Linked DNA regions of Mus musculus: regions 1, 2, 3 and 5 are each linked to region 4. A link is a contact called in public Hi-C, HiCAR-type, Micro-C and promoter capture Hi-C data. All regions are on one chromosome and are shown on one strand. Each heading gives the region's core, a stretch centred on a gene start, on an enhancer-like site or on the middle of the called end of the contact. The rest is flanking DNA. Distances are from core to core; before and after follow the strand shown.

What was found. Promoter capture Hi-C pulls out the DNA fragments that hold promoters and counts their contacts. A called contact is a pair of places that touch in the nucleus more often than the background predicts. HiCAR-type assays count read pairs that join an accessible place to other places.
Region 1: a contact with region 4 is called in a promoter capture Hi-C map of pre-B cells, with 2.8 times the contacts expected there. The contact joins the promoter of Snx3 here to the promoter of Bend3 in region 4. A contact is called at or near these places in 2 of 39 promoter capture datasets (the C10 cell line and pre-B cells) and 2 of 115 datasets of contacts at active chromatin or transcription factors (memory CD8 T cells and pancreatic cancer cells).
Region 2: a HiCAR-type map of astrocytes shows a contact between it and region 4, with 2.7 times the contacts expected there. The contact joins the enhancer-like site here to the promoter of Bend3 in region 4. A contact is called at or near these places in 1 of 39 promoter capture datasets (hippocampal neurons), 1 of 484 Hi-C or Micro-C datasets (cerebral cortex), 7 of 115 datasets of contacts at active chromatin or transcription factors (astrocytes, embryonic forebrain, embryonic hindbrain and 4 more) and 2 of 9 other capture datasets (embryonic stem cells and pancreatic islet).
Region 3: a Micro-C map of embryonic stem cells shows a contact between it and region 4, with 8 times the contacts expected there. The contact joins the promoter of Sec63 here to the promoter of Bend3 in region 4. A contact is called at or near these places in 1 of 39 promoter capture datasets (frontonasal cranial neural crest), 3 of 484 Hi-C or Micro-C datasets (Th1 cells, embryonic stem cells and erythroblasts) and 2 of 115 datasets of contacts at active chromatin or transcription factors (epiblast stem cells and pancreatic cancer cells).
Region 5: a contact with region 4 is called in a Hi-C map of B cells, with 13 read pairs. The contact joins the enhancer-like site here to the promoter of Bend3 in region 4. A contact is called at or near these places in 4 of 39 promoter capture datasets (the C10 cell line, neutrophils and pre-B cells), 1 of 15 datasets of contacts at CTCF or cohesin (large pre-B cells), 4 of 484 Hi-C or Micro-C datasets (B cells, LSK cells, embryonic stem cells and 1 more) and 4 of 115 datasets of contacts at active chromatin or transcription factors (extraembryonic endoderm stem cells, large pre-B cells, memory CD8 T cells and 1 more).

Annotation. Positions count from the first base shown.
Region 1 is chr10:42,500,794-42,503,493 of GRCm38.p6, forward strand. It overlaps Snx3 (sorting nexin 3), which reads left to right and starts at 1,261. Exons shown (of 4, transcript NM_017472.4): 1 at 1,261-1,699. The coding sequence starts at 1,538.
Region 2 is chr10:42,833,094-42,835,793 of GRCm38.p6, forward strand. No RefSeq gene overlaps it. Among named protein-coding and RNA genes, the nearest start is that of Scml4, 26 kb to the right of the region's middle. Within about 2 kb of position 1,363, at least 42 of the 459 cell types and tissues checked have an H3K27ac peak or open chromatin away from gene starts, as enhancers often do. A contact at or near this core is called in astrocytes and epiblast stem cells, where this site is marked.
Region 3 is chr10:42,760,064-42,762,763 of GRCm38.p6, forward strand. Sec63 (SEC63-like (S. cerevisiae)) reads left to right here and starts at 1,433. Exons shown (of 21, transcript NM_153055.3): 1 at 1,433-1,825. The coding sequence starts at 1,702.
Region 4 is chr10:43,477,792-43,480,491 of GRCm38.p6, forward strand. Bend3 (BEN domain containing 3) reads left to right here and starts at 1,349. Exons shown (of 4, transcript NM_199028.2): 1 at 1,349-1,581.
Region 5 is chr10:43,995,072-43,997,771 of GRCm38.p6, forward strand. It overlaps Crybg1 (crystallin beta-gamma domain containing 1), which reads right to left. Exons shown (of 22, transcript NM_001368305.1): 4 at 1,981-2,700. Among named protein-coding and RNA genes, the nearest start is that of Gm40636, 28 kb to the left of the region's middle. Within about 2 kb of position 1,415, at least 79 of the 459 cell types and tissues checked have an H3K27ac peak or open chromatin away from gene starts, as enhancers often do. A contact at or near this core is called in B cells, memory CD8 T cells and pre-B cells, where this site is marked.

The DNA.
Region 1 (2,700 bases), core at 11-2,510, 980 kb before region 4:
ACGTAATGGCTTTGTTCAGGTATTGGGTTGACAACCGGATGCACTAGCTCCTGGTATCCTGGTTCTTGGCACTCCCCTATCTTCCTGTCTCCCTTCAGCTTCCTGAGTCTTTCCCTGGTCCTTTTTTCCATTTTGTATAAAGGCTTCTCTAAGTAGCATTCCAAGTACAATTTGAGATTTACCGCTTAAAAACAAAACACATTTACCAGGATTTGTGGGAAACAAGAGTGGCCGCTTACCCAGACAGGGTTCCCGGCCTTCATCTTGTCTTTCTTATTTTGCTTTCTTATTTCAGGGGCCAGACCAGTCTTTAGGCACTGTTTGACCTTAGTTTGAGCTTATCAGGTTTAAAAAATTCCACTCCCTTATTTACTGCTTCGAATCTATCAGTGTAGAACAGGGTGACCTTGAAACTTCTGAGTCTCAGCCTTCTGAGTGCTGGCATTACATTATGCCGGGATTAATGTCCTTCTTGGGGACTGGACCCAGGACTTTATGAATCCTAGGCAATCAATCTACCAACTGAGTTACATCATCATTTTTTGTTTGTTTTTTGAGGGCTACTGTGTAGCCCTGGCTGTCAACTCACTCTGTAGACCAGTGGCCTAGAACTCAGAAATCCCGCCTGCCTCTGCCTCCACCACGCCTGGCTAAAAAGCCTTTTGTTTTGTTTTGGTTTTGTTTTGTGTTTTTTTCAAGACAGGGTTTCTCTGTATAGCCCTGGCTGTCCTGGAACTCACTTTGTAGACCAGGCTGGCCTCGAACTCAGAAACCCGCCTGCCTCTGCCTCCCAAGTGCTGGGATTAAAGGCCTGCGCCACCACCGCCCGGCTCTCCCTTGGTTTTTAAAGATAAGGTCTCATGTAGCCCAGGCTGGCCTCGAGCTCCTGATTCTCCGCTCTCCATTTGCCAAAGGTCAGGATTACAGATGTGTACTGATTCATTTGAGACGTTTATTAAAGGTTTCTAGAAATGAATTTCCAGGGATCACAGTGATGCACTGGATTGGCTGTCTTACAGCATAGGCAGTTTTGTCTCCTCCCTGCCGTCCCAACGACTGCCTTCACTGCGCCAGAACAGCTAAAATCGTTTCCGGAGTCCCTCCCCGCAGAGAAGCTGGGTCAGAAAAGCCGGAAACCCACACCTCCTCCCCAGAGCTCCCCTACTACGCCTGCGCGTCACTCGGCGGCGGCGCGCTCGCCCGAGGCATTGTGGTTATTGTAGTCTCCCCATATCCTTGGCGCCCACAGTCCCGTGACGCCGCCGCGCCTCAGCCCCACCCCGCAGTGTCCCTCGGGGCCGCCGCGGGGCCTGCGAACCGGGCGCGGCGTTCAGGCCAGTCAGCTGTTTCTCCCTGGGCAGAGGGCGGAAGCCCGAGCAGCCTGGGGCGGAGCTTCGCGCGGAACGAACGCCCACCCGTCCTACGTGCTCGTTCGTCTCCGTTCGCTGCGCGCGAGCCGGGAGTCCCCGCGGCGGGCGGCGGTGGCGTTGGCGGAAGGCGGTGGAGAGAAGCCCGCGGCTGCCGCGGCGACAGCGAAATGGCGGAGACGGTAGCGGACACCCGGCGGCTCATCACCAAGCCGCAGAATCTGAATGACGCCTACGGGCCGCCCAGCAACTTCCTCGAGATCGACGTGAGCAACCCGCAGACCGTGGGGGTCGGCCGGGGCCGCTTCACCACCTACGAGATCAGGGTCAAGGTGAGGCGTCCGCCCCTCTCCCGCATCCCTCGCTCCGGGGCCGCCAAGTCCCGCCGGACCCCGGCGCGGGGCCTTGAGGTCTCAGCGGCCGCCCAGGCCAGACGCCCCTGCGAGGCAGCTTGTCTGCGGGCGGAGGCGTGAGCCAGGGTTTCGCTCGCTCTCCGTGGACAGTTTGTATGGGGACCAGCTCGCTGGCTCCGGTAGAAGGTGCTGGAAGACGAGGGCGTGGGTTGAGCTCTGCTAGCCGAGATCTCAGGCAGCTGATCTGGGCTTGACATTTGAGTTGAAGAGGTAGATCTTTCGAGAACACTGTTCTCCGAAAAGAGAGCTAGGTGTGACTGAGGAAGAAAGGGGGAGGGGGGCGTGTGTGCGCAAAGTTGAAGCCCTCTCTCCCTCCCTGTCTCTTTTTTTTTTTTTTCCTGGACGCTTACCAAGACGTAGTGAAGCCAAGCTTAGCTGCTCTTTCCAGGCCTGTCTCAAGCTACAGTAAGAGTATCCTGGGCCGTACACGTCTGTGAGCAGAACTTGATGGCGAGTTCACGGGAGCGCGTCAGATTTTTGTGGTAGGGCTCAACCAAGCGGTTAGCAGCGATGAGAAATGGTTGACCTTAGCATGCTTGGCTGTCCTGCTGAAGGCCTAGGTGTGTGGAATGTCATCTTCCTCAGTGTCCAAAAAAGCAACTGCCCGGGACTAGGGAACCCTACTCATCTAAGTGTCTGGCTTTAGCTTTTTCACTTCAACTGAAAAAAGGAATAGGGTGAAGTAGAAACGTACTCTTAGAATCCCATAACTAATGGGGTTTTGGCAGTAAGTAATTTAGATGATTCGAGGGACACTAAATGAAAGTACTGCTTTTTTTACTCTGTAGAGCAGGATGGAAGGGTTTTTCCACATTTGAAAAAAAAACTTATTAAATTAATTCATTGCTAAAAATTAAATATTAAATAGTAACCATGAGAATTTTGGCCTTAGAGGACTCATGATCATTGTTAACATTAGC
Region 2 (2,700 bases), core at 113-2,612, 640 kb before region 4:
CTTGAACAGCTGGGACTGTAGGACAGCACCACTGTGCCCAGCTTTATATTGTGAGAGAAGGGCCAGTCAGGTAAAACGTTGATGTGCTCCTTATAAAATTCAGTTTTTTGTATGGTGTCAGCTACAAGGGTCTGGCATTTTTCTCTTTGTGCAAGCTAATCTGCCACATTTTCTGGATGCTAGCTCCAACTCCCAGGTAAGGTACACCGTGAGCTCTATGTCACCCAAACCTCTCCTGTCCTCCAAGTTACATGGGGGCGATGCCAAGTGCCTCAGGTTGACATTGTTCATATCAACAGAGGAACTTGGAAATCTAGTCATTTAAAATAGTGTGTGTACAGAGCTGTTCACTCTTTACTGCTGTAACAGCATGTCCTCTGTTACGGGGGAGATGATGCCTGTCTACCATGGCTGTTTAGACACACGTGTGAGAAGGGCAGCATGCAACCAAAGTGTGTGTGTGTGAGAGAGAGAGAGAGAGAGAGAAACAGAGAGACAGATGGCACGCACTAAAGTGTACCTAAAGGTAAGAGATGGGCAGTGGCCTTTTAGCATGTGGGATACTGTATGCATAAATAATATTATACCAGGAGGTGCAGGGCACTTACTTTAAATGGAATACGGTCTTAGTTTAAAAAGAAAAAAAAGACCATCTCATTTGGTAATGTACATTTAAGCCTCTTGCAAATGTTTGTCTTACTATTAAGGGTAGCTTTGTTTCATTTGAAGATAGTTCACTTACATGCAGCTACTAATCTAGAACTTTGTACATGGAATTCAGTCTGTTACAGTGAGAAAGGGGCTGTCTGAAAAGTGACCACTACACCTGTTGTACATTGTAACCTTAGAAGGTTTTGATTATTGCCATCTGCACCCTTCCCTAGCACCCTGCCAGGCTGCTGTGGGCCTCCCTCTGCTGGGAGTAATCAGGGGGCCCCTGAGAGCCTGTTCTGAATGTGACCAGTGATCCTCACTGCCCTCTGAGGGCAGATTGCTTACTGCTCTGTCTCTGACATCTCACTTGGAGAGAGTACAGAGAACAGAGAGGCTGGTCACATTTACCAGTGAGAATGTTGGTTTAAAAAATTCAGTGAAGGACTAGAATTGCTGGACTTTGAAACAGGTTGGAGGATTTCTCAGGGGAATATGGCATCCAGTAAGAGGCCTGGGGTGACCGTACCTCCTCATTGCCATGCACTGCCAACCTTCATCCCCATCCTGTTAACTTGTCTGTCTTCACAATCACATGCAAAGGTTCTCCAGCTTCTTAATTCCTTGATTCTCTGCCACATTCTTGGGACTCTAGTCACTTCCCTTCAAAAGCTTACTGTTCCTCTTGACAACACATTAAACACACAGGGCAGTGGCAAGGAGAATGGAGAGGGCAGGAGAAATGCCCATGTGACAGGCTTCAAGGCACCCTCTTTGGCTCAAAGCTCCGGCTTCAGAACTTGTGGGTAAGTTTTCCCACGATCCCTAGGAGCGCCTGCCCCACCTCCCCACCCCTATTCACAGGTCTGCATCTATTATGATGGAAATTATCAGGATTAATGTGATTATCTGAGAAGTGCCTTTGAGAGTGGGGGTGAGACTGGTGTTATGATCTACTGCAGTATTTCTTTGCACAAGACAAGCCCCTGTGTCTTTCAAGTGTTCTGACTTAATGACAGGGTATCCCACCAAATGTCAGGAGTGACAGACACCTCAGGAGCGCATTTTTCACATGGAGTTTTAAGTTTAGCAGTACTAAGGGTGGAGTAGAATTCTTATATTTGGTGTGTTACACGGTGGAACAGTTTCTGAGAGTATGAAATCTTTAAAAAGCCTTTACCTCCTGATTTCTGGAATTTTCTTTGGTGCTTAGCATCCAATTAATCTAAGTCCCTCCAAAGAAAAGCACATGCAAACAGAATCTTTGAGGCTTGGGCCCGACGCGCCTTCCTTGCAGTGGTACCACGGCAGGAGTGGTGAGAGTGCTGAGAGACACTTGGCTCCTGGCTTTCCCCTCTGAGAGTCAGACATGATATGAAGAAGGAACATAAAGAACAAAGAGCCAGAGAAGAGGGGGTTTGTTACATCTGGAGAGCTGCAGTGGGGACCCAGGCATCCCTGTGCACACTCCAAAGCCCCCGTTCCTTTGTCTTTCCAATGCATGTGTGGATATGGAAATCCCATCCTAGTGTGTTCAGCAACCCTACCTCACCAGCTCACCTCAGCCATGAGTGTTCCCATCAGTCGGCCTGGGGTTACACATGACTCAGCCCCTAGCTCAGGGCTCGCAGGCTGCAACAACACTGGATCCAGCTGTGTCCAGCTTTGTGAGATTCCAAGTTGGGTAACCCATGTTAGCTAAAAGCATGAAAGTGCTTTTTTAAATCCCTCTCAGGTCAGAGATTGAAGTGTTCGTTGTAGGTCTGTCTTGAGTGATATACTCTCCCCCAGTCTTGAATGTGGTGGCCTTAGGAGCCCAAGAGAACCCCAGACGCTCAAAACACCGTCCCCACTCACTCACTGTTTTCTACAGTGTGGGCCCAAGAGCCTTCACTTTTACCACCTTAACCCAAAGCATTAGAAAGATCTGTTCAAGACACCTTTCTTAACCAAATCAGATAGTTTGTTGTTTCTTAGAGACTTGCCTTCCTGCCCAGAGGTAGAATCCAGGGCCCTGGGCATGCTGAGAAGCACAGGTAGACTGAGCTA
Region 3 (2,700 bases), core at 183-2,682, 720 kb before region 4:
GCACTCAGGAGGTAGAGGCAGGCTGATCTCTGTGAGTTCGAGGCCAACCCTGGCTAAAGAGTGAGTTCCGGGACAGCCAGGGCTACACAAAGAAACCCTGGCTCAAAAAGAAAAAAAAAAAAACACCCCCCCCAACAAAAAGCAAAGTAAACAAAACAACAACAAAACGGGCAGTTAAGAGCACTGAATGCTCTTCTGAAGGTCCTGAGTTCAAATCCCAGCAACCACATGATGGCTACAGTGTACTCATATACATAAAAATAAAAAATGAATCTTAAAAAAAAATACAGCAGAATGTTTGTACTTGCGCGGTAGCTTCTCTTTTTAAAGATATTGCACAGTTTCCTTTACTATTCACAGCGGTCCTGTGTAAAGTGCCCTGTGTCCTCTTGATCCACAGAGGGCAGTGCAGACACTGGGACCCACCCTGCTAAGGCCACCACTGGACTCTGGTGGGATCTTTGCAAGGTTAGAGGACTATCCTGCAGTTCAGCTGACTCCAGCTTGAGATTCGGTGGCCAGGAGCAGAGAGTGACTGCCTCTTCAGATTGCCCACAGGTTGCAGGGGAGTGCCAGCGGCTCTTTGGGGCGTCAGAGCGATCTGGGTTTGGATCCTCAAGCCCTGAGCAAACCCAAACCATTGAGCGTTACCTCTGGAAAATGTTTTGAGTCTGAATTTTCTCATCAATAGAGCATATATGACATTGGTTCTCAATATGTGGGTCCTGACCCTGTTAAGGGGGAGTTATCAAAAGACCGTTTTAGAGGGAGTATATATATCATGCACATCATATATTTACATTACAATTCGTAACAGTAGTAAAATTACAGTTATGAACTAGAAATGAAAATAATTTTACGGTTCGGGGTCACGACAACATGAGGGACTGTATTAAAGTGTGGCAGCATTAGGAAGGTTGAGAGCCACCGATCTATATTTTGCTTTATTTCATGTTTTACTGACAAATTGAAGACATGATCGCTTGGGTCACAGAAAGCATTAGTGAACTGGCAGCTCCAAATACCAAGGCTTTGGAACTCTGAGGAGTTCCTTGCTCCCTATTCTTTTCATTTATTTATTTTTCCTTGCTCCCTATTTTAATGGCACTTGTTTCCATGAGGTTCACGTGGAGGAAAAGTGAGAGGGATAGGAGAGAGTGGAGAGGTTTGGCAACCTCGCTTAGGTTGCAAAAGCTCAGGTCCCAATCGCACCTAGGACGCTCGCCTCTGCTCACTGCTTGGGGGACCCTGGCAAGAAAGCTCCTGGAATCCGGGAAGGGTGCTGGGAAGGAAAGCCTGGTAAGCAGGGGGCGGGACCCGGGGGCGGGCTTATGGAAAACAGAGGGCGTGGTCCGTGGCTCAGGGGCGGGGCCGCGGGCGGGGTCCAACAGAGTTTCTTTGCTGCGCGCGCCACGTCTCCCTCAGTGAGCGTGTGGAGGAGACGGCCGGGGAGGGAACAGCCGCGTGGGGCGGGAACTAGCTCCTCTCGCGAGAGTTGGCGACGGCCGCGGCGGCGGCGGCGGCGTGTCCGTGAGAGCGGCGTGGGGGCGGGGAGGAGAGCGGCGGCGGCGGCGGCGGCGGCGGCGGTAGCGGCGTCCGAGCTACGCCACACGGGGCCGGGGCGCTGGGAGCCGGGAGCCGGAGCGCAGCGCGGGGTCGTGGCGACGGCGGTGAGGGGAGCGCGGCGGAGGAGGCGGAGCCATGGCGGGCCAGCAGTTCCAGTACGATGACAGCGGGAACACCTTCTTCTACTTCCTCACCTCCTTCGTGGGGCTCATCGTGATCCCCGCCACCTACTACCTCTGGCCGCGAGACCAGAACGCGGGTGAGTCCCGTCGGCGGCCCGCTCTGGCGCGCTCGGGCGGACGCTCCGCTCCGCTCTTCTCCGCTCCGCTCCGGGCCGCGCCGTCCTGCCCGCCGGTGCTGCTCCGCGTCCCAGGGACGCCGCCTGGGCGGCGGGGCCTGAGGGCCGCTGTCCACGGGGCCGGAGCTCGGCGGCGATTTCCGGGGCTGTCCGCCCGCCTGCGTGGTCCGCGGGAGTTTGGCGGGGATCCGATCCGCATTGTTCTGGACGCCCCTCGCCTGCCGCCTCTTTGTCTCCCCAGCCTCGGCTTTGTTGGGTGTTCTTTCTGGAGGGAGCGGGCTGGGCTGGGACGGGGGGCGAGAGAAGAGTTGGCCGAGGGGGAATAAGAGCGTGTGGGCACAACTCCGCATCCTTCGCTCCCGTCACCCTTTCTCCCTCTTGTCCCGGTGTCCCCGCTGCAGCTGTTGGTACAGATGTTTGGGGGCACCCCTAAGCTGGGTGTCATGTTTGGGACTTCCAAGTGAGCTCACCAGCAGCCCACCCCGTCACTTCCTCCGGTTGCTTTTTTCATTTGTTCAATCACATCGTGGGGGTTGGAGAGCGCTGCCGTTATTCCTTTTATAAAAGCACAAATAGGATTTTCTCCGTTTCCTTTCCTCTGGAGTTTCCTGTTTACAACGGAAAAGTGCAGGCATGAAGGATTAAGCGGGATTCGTTGATGGAAGGAGGTAGTTGGTGGGGTCGCAAGCTCCTTTGCTTTTAGTTCTCGAGTCTTTCCACATTAAAGGTCGCGTCAGAACGCAACCCAGTGCAGTTTCCGGGGATGTTAGGTTTAAGATTGTAATGTTGGATTCTGTGTTGCACTTTACTAAGACATATGGCACCGGTTATTCTTA
Region 4 (2,700 bases), core at 99-2,598:
CGTATAGATTCTCTTATAAAAGCACCCCTAGGATGCTGGGCTCCTTTCTTCAAGCTGCTAGCTAATTTTGCATAGCAATTAGTACTGACTTCTCCAAGTCTGCAACCCAAACACCTCTCCAGAACGTTCCACAGTCCCTCCAAGGTCCAACTCTGCGCCATTAGATTTCAAACCAGAAGGCGAGGAACTTGCGTAATGATTAAATTCCCAATTTGTGTGAAGACACAATAATCTCTGACTACGCGTTAATTCCAACCTTAGGCCGCGACTGGGCAGCTAGGAGCCAGCATGTACGTCCTTTTAAAATCTATTCTACGTATTCACTGACCGCGCCGGGCCGGGCCACATGGTCCTCTCTCGCAGCCAGTCAGCTGTAGGCAGCAGATGGGATCATTTGCATTTTTCTTTTTAGACATTTTTTTTCCATCGGCAAATTAAAGGATTAAAAAAATTTTTTTTTCCGTTCTCATTGTTTACCAAAACCAGGCACGCAGCTTAAAAGTTGACTTGGGCTTTTCTTTTCCCTCCACCCCCACCCCAAGTCCCCGAAAGTTGGAGAACTGCGAGGGGTTGGTTTCTTATTTCTCAACTCCGACTCTGCAGTCCGGGAAACTAGGAGACGGTCGGTCTTAACTAACTCGGCGACTGGAGTCTCCCAGTTTTCCGCGCTGAGCCCCGTGGCTCTGAGTTGGTGGCATGAGGGTCCCCAAGCGCGTGCTTCGCTCCGCAGCCTCAAGCGGCAAAACTTGGGCTCTCGGAACTCAGGCTTTACGGGAGAGGGCGGCCACCCTGCCGGGGGAGTGGCCAGGGCTCCCCCAGAGCCCGGGGTCGCTCTCCAGTATACCCCCCCAACCACGAATCCATGCAGAACTGGAGGGGGGGCGCACCCCGAAGTCTTTGTGCCCGGCGTGGCACGGGAAGGTCCGTGCGATGGTGCGGCGCCACAGCCGAGCGCCCCAAAAGCGGGGGGCGCGGGCGGAAAAGACACGGCGCGTTGCCTCCCACCCCCACCCCCCGGGGTTAGAGAAAAAGTAGAGAAAGAGGCGCCGGGGCCACGCTCCAGCCCGGAGAGCACGTAGCCGAGAATGCCGCGGGGCGCTTTCCCGTGGGTGAGAGCCGCCCTGGTCCGCCGGCAGCCGGCGCGGGCCCACGTGGAGCCGCGCTGTGCAGGCCGAGCGCACCCGCCCCGCAGCGCGCCCCAGCTCCCCGCCGCGGTCGCTCACGCCCGAGCGCCGCCGCCGCCGCCGCCGCTGGTCCCGCGTGTGCCCCGCTGAGGGGGAGGGGCGGCGCGGTGGGGGCGGAGGGCTTGAGGTTCCACTGCAGCGGGGGCTCCTGTGTCCTTGTGCGGAAATGACACACGGAGTCCCGTCACGTCACGCGAGAGCGCAGCGCACGGACACACACAAAGAGAGGGGAAAATACACGGCGCCCGCCCGCCCGCCGCCCCCAGCCAGTCGGCGGGGCCGCCCCGGCCAGGCCCTGCGCGCTCGGCCCCCACTGCGGCCCGCGCGCCCGCCCCCCGCACGTGGCGCCCGAACTCGGCGCGGGTCCCGCTCCGCAAAGTAACAACTCTCGTCCCAGGTGAGTGTGGGCCCCGGTCGGGGCCGCCTGCGAGCGGCTCGCCGCCTCCGCGCGGGCTGGAAGGGGGAGCGGGCGCCCACGGGCTCGTCGCGCCCCATTGTGCCGCGCGCCCCTTTGTGCCCGCTCGGAACGCCGCGACTCCATGGCGTTCCGGGAGCACGCGCGCCGCGGCCAGGGAGGAGGAGGAGGGAGGGGAGGACGCACGGTGGAACGGTCCGCGCCGCCGCCGCCAGGCCGGCCCCACTCGCGCCGCGCGCCGGCTCTCCACCCCCGGCGGGCCGGCGATGGAGCGGCCGAGGGCCGCCGGGGAGCAACTGCGCGGCGCCGGAGCGCTCGCGTTCGACCGGCCTGTGGCGGCGATGGAGGGGTGTCAGAGGGAGCAGAAGGGCGGGGAGCCAGAGGCCGGAGAGCCGCCGCTCGGAGGGACGCTGCCCCGGGGAGGCAGCGGAGGGAGCGAGGCTGCCGGCGGCTGGGAGCGGGGTGCGGCGAGCCCCGCCGCCAGGGGGCGCGGCACCCTCCCGGGCCGTTCCACGGCGCTCCGTGGTTCCCGCTGCCCGGCTGGAGGCGGGTCCAGCGCGGCGCTCTGGGTGTGCACCCCAGCGAGCGCGAGGCCTTCCTGGCGGGCGGTGGAGCCGGGCCGGGGCGCTCGCCGCCCCTCGTGACTTGTGCCCGCCACGATCGACGTAATTTCCCACGCAGACTTGGCTCGGGCTGTGAGGCGCGGAGTTGTGAAGGCCTTGTGGGCTGGGACTCAACTCATCTGAGTTCTTTTTTTCTTTTTTTTTTAAGTTTGTCCTAAAGTAGAAGTTTGATCGCTCAGGTGGCCCGCTTGGGAGTATTTTGGAGGTGGAGGCCAACCAGAGATGCTCAGAATTAATGTTCACTGTTTGGAAGTCAGAGAACTTCCTTTTAGAAGTAACTTTTGAATGTTTTCCTACAAGTAACACGTCACTGAGTAGAGGGGAGGGTGCCAGAAATCTATAAAGACCCAGAAAACCCAGGCGAGTGGGGAACGTGTGGAAATGTCCCAGATAGAGGTTTTAGGTTTGTCTCTGTTTCGGTTCCATGCCTGCAGTTTTTCTCTTTTTGCGACTTTCCACTTTTAATTCATAGGTGTTT
Region 5 (2,700 bases), core at 165-2,664, 520 kb after region 4:
AAGAACCTTTCCTGGTGCCCCATGAGCTCAAAGCTATGCTCATAGTAACAAGAGGTTATCTGCCCTTTCTGAGTGAGTATGGGGTCTACAGCACGCCATTGCTCTGAAGTATTCACACGTGTTTTCTGGGGGGCTGAGTTCCCACATGAAATTCTAATATAGATGTGCTGCACAATTAAACAAAAGTTCTTCGGAGATCTCAATATTCAAAGGTAAATGGGTCTTCACAAACCCACTGGATGGAGCTCGAGGGCTCTTATGGAAGATATGGGGAAAGGATCGAAGGCTCCAAAGGGGAACAGGAATTCCATAGGAAGGCCATCAGAGTCAACTAATCAGGACCCTTGGAGCCTCTCAGAGACTGAACCACCAACCAAATAGCATACACAGGCTGGGTCTGGCACATACATAGCAGATATGCAGCTCAGTCTTCATGTGGGTCTCCCAACAACCAGAGCAGTGACTATCCCTAAAGCTATTGCCTGGCTATGGGTCCCATTCCCCTGGCTGGGCTGCCTTGTCTGGCCTCAGTGGAAGAGGATGTACCTAGCCTTGGAGAGACTTGATGTGCCATGGTGGGGGCAGGAGAATACACCGGTGGGCCCCACCCTCTCAGAGGAGAAGGGGAGGTGGGGATAGGGGAGGGACTGTGTGAGGGGGGACCTGGGGGGCCAGTGACGAGGATATAAGTTAATTAGTTAATTAATTAATTAGGAAAAAGTTTAAAATCTATTAGTTTACAAAATCCATGAAAAAGAGAACCTGCATGTAATAATGCTGAAAACCTGTGTGTGTGCACGTGTGTGTTAGTCAGAGTCATGTTAAACAGCTGAGGCAGGTCTTGAACTTTCTGTCTACCTGCCTTGGCCTCCTGAGTGCTGTGATTGGTGACATGTCTCATCACAACTAGCCAACCATGTATTTTGAAAAAGCTTCCAAAATCACAGAACATGAGAGGATTATAGCAAAAACCACCTCCACACCCTGCCCAGTGAAGAAGGGCGCCAGGTCCTTTCTGTGGTCATGTCTCTACTTGCCTGACAGCTTTGCTCACTGCAAAGCAAGTTATAGGCACAGTCTCCCTCAACTTAAACAGGGAGCTTGGAACCAGAAGGGCACAAACAATCCTGGGCTGGTGATGGGGCCCAGCAACAAACAGCGTGCTTACTAACAAAAGGCCCTACGTTCAGTCTCCATCAAAGAGGAAACTTCAGGCAGTTCAGAGAGGAAGAAATGGAAGCTGCATTTTGCAGCTCCCTCTATCAGGGAAAGAACGAATGCAAACTAAACTTTATGCCACAAACTTGAGGAAGACAAATTCCCATTTAGGTAGTTTCCCAACTACACATATGACGATTATGGAGAGCGAGTGAAACCTCAGAGCAAAGAGGAAGGAGAAGGGGGATCCTTGGGCTGGGCGGGGCCTTTGCAAGTAGAGGAAGCTGTTTCACACATCTTGAAAATTCTAAATATAGCACTGAGTGTTTTTACAGAGAATACAAAGAATACGAGTCTCCTAGGTTTTCTGATCGCTCAAAGCATCTTTCCTATACTTTCCATAGTACAACACTGACATTCACAAATGCCTTGAAACATAACTTATTCTCCCGGCTTGGCCACAAATGTCTTGGGGGAGGAAGTGTTGGTGTCTTTGTTTCTTGGACTCCAAGAGTTCCTTGCACATAGATTTAAAAGTGCACAGAGGTAGGGGTAGAGGGGTGAGGCAGTGGTGGTGCACACCTTTAATCATAGCACAGAGGCAGGTGGATCTCTGTGAATTCAAGGCCAGCCAGGTCTACACAACTAAATCCAGGACAGCCAGAGCTACACAAAGAAACCCTGTCTCAAAACAAAACAAAAGGTACATGGTAAACAAATAGAAACTTATTGCACATGTACAACCCCTGTAAAAATACAACCTGAGCCCCTCACTGCCTCTAGGTTTAGAAACATCCCATCTAAATAAGAATTAGTACTTACCATAGAGTCTGATAAGGACATTCCAGAAAAGGAATGGCCTGGGTCATACCGGCTTGCTTTGAAAAGGCCCAGGAAGTCCGCGTCCACGCTCCCAACATTCGGCAGGTTTGACTTCAGAATACCTTCCACGCCATCGCTGTTCTTCAGTTTGGGTAAGTCTGAAAGGTTGTTTTCTGGCAATTGTAGGTTGCCCTGAGAATTCACATCTTCCTTGCTTCCCTCTTTTTGTGGGTACTTTTCCATGTGGCTGGAACCCAGACGAGATGTATTTGATGAATTGAAATTGAAGACCTTTAAGGAGTTGTGGGGTGCAAGGTGTGGCTGTTCTTTGTCTGAGCCACAGGGCAGGCCACCCTCCTTCCTGGGCTGTACCACTGATGACTGAGATACGGAGCTGTTCTGAGAAGTGCTAAAAGATGTGCTCATTGTGTTGACTGACGTCACGGAGGGAGAAAAGACTTTGTCTTGTGGCAGAGAAGAAAGCATGCTTGAGAAAAGCGTGCTGTTTTCTAGCCGTGACCTCTTAACGCCGCCGCTGTTGATGTCCCTGTTCTCCTTGTCACTTGCTTCTGAAGTGGTCTGTGGCTCGCTCTTCCCATTACTGTTAGTGTGCAAGGACTTGAAGACGATGCTCTGCTCGGTGGATGCACGCTTGGCTCTCAGTTTGGATATGGGGTCGTGGTTCTGCAACAAGTGCAAAGCTGGTGACACCTCTGCCAG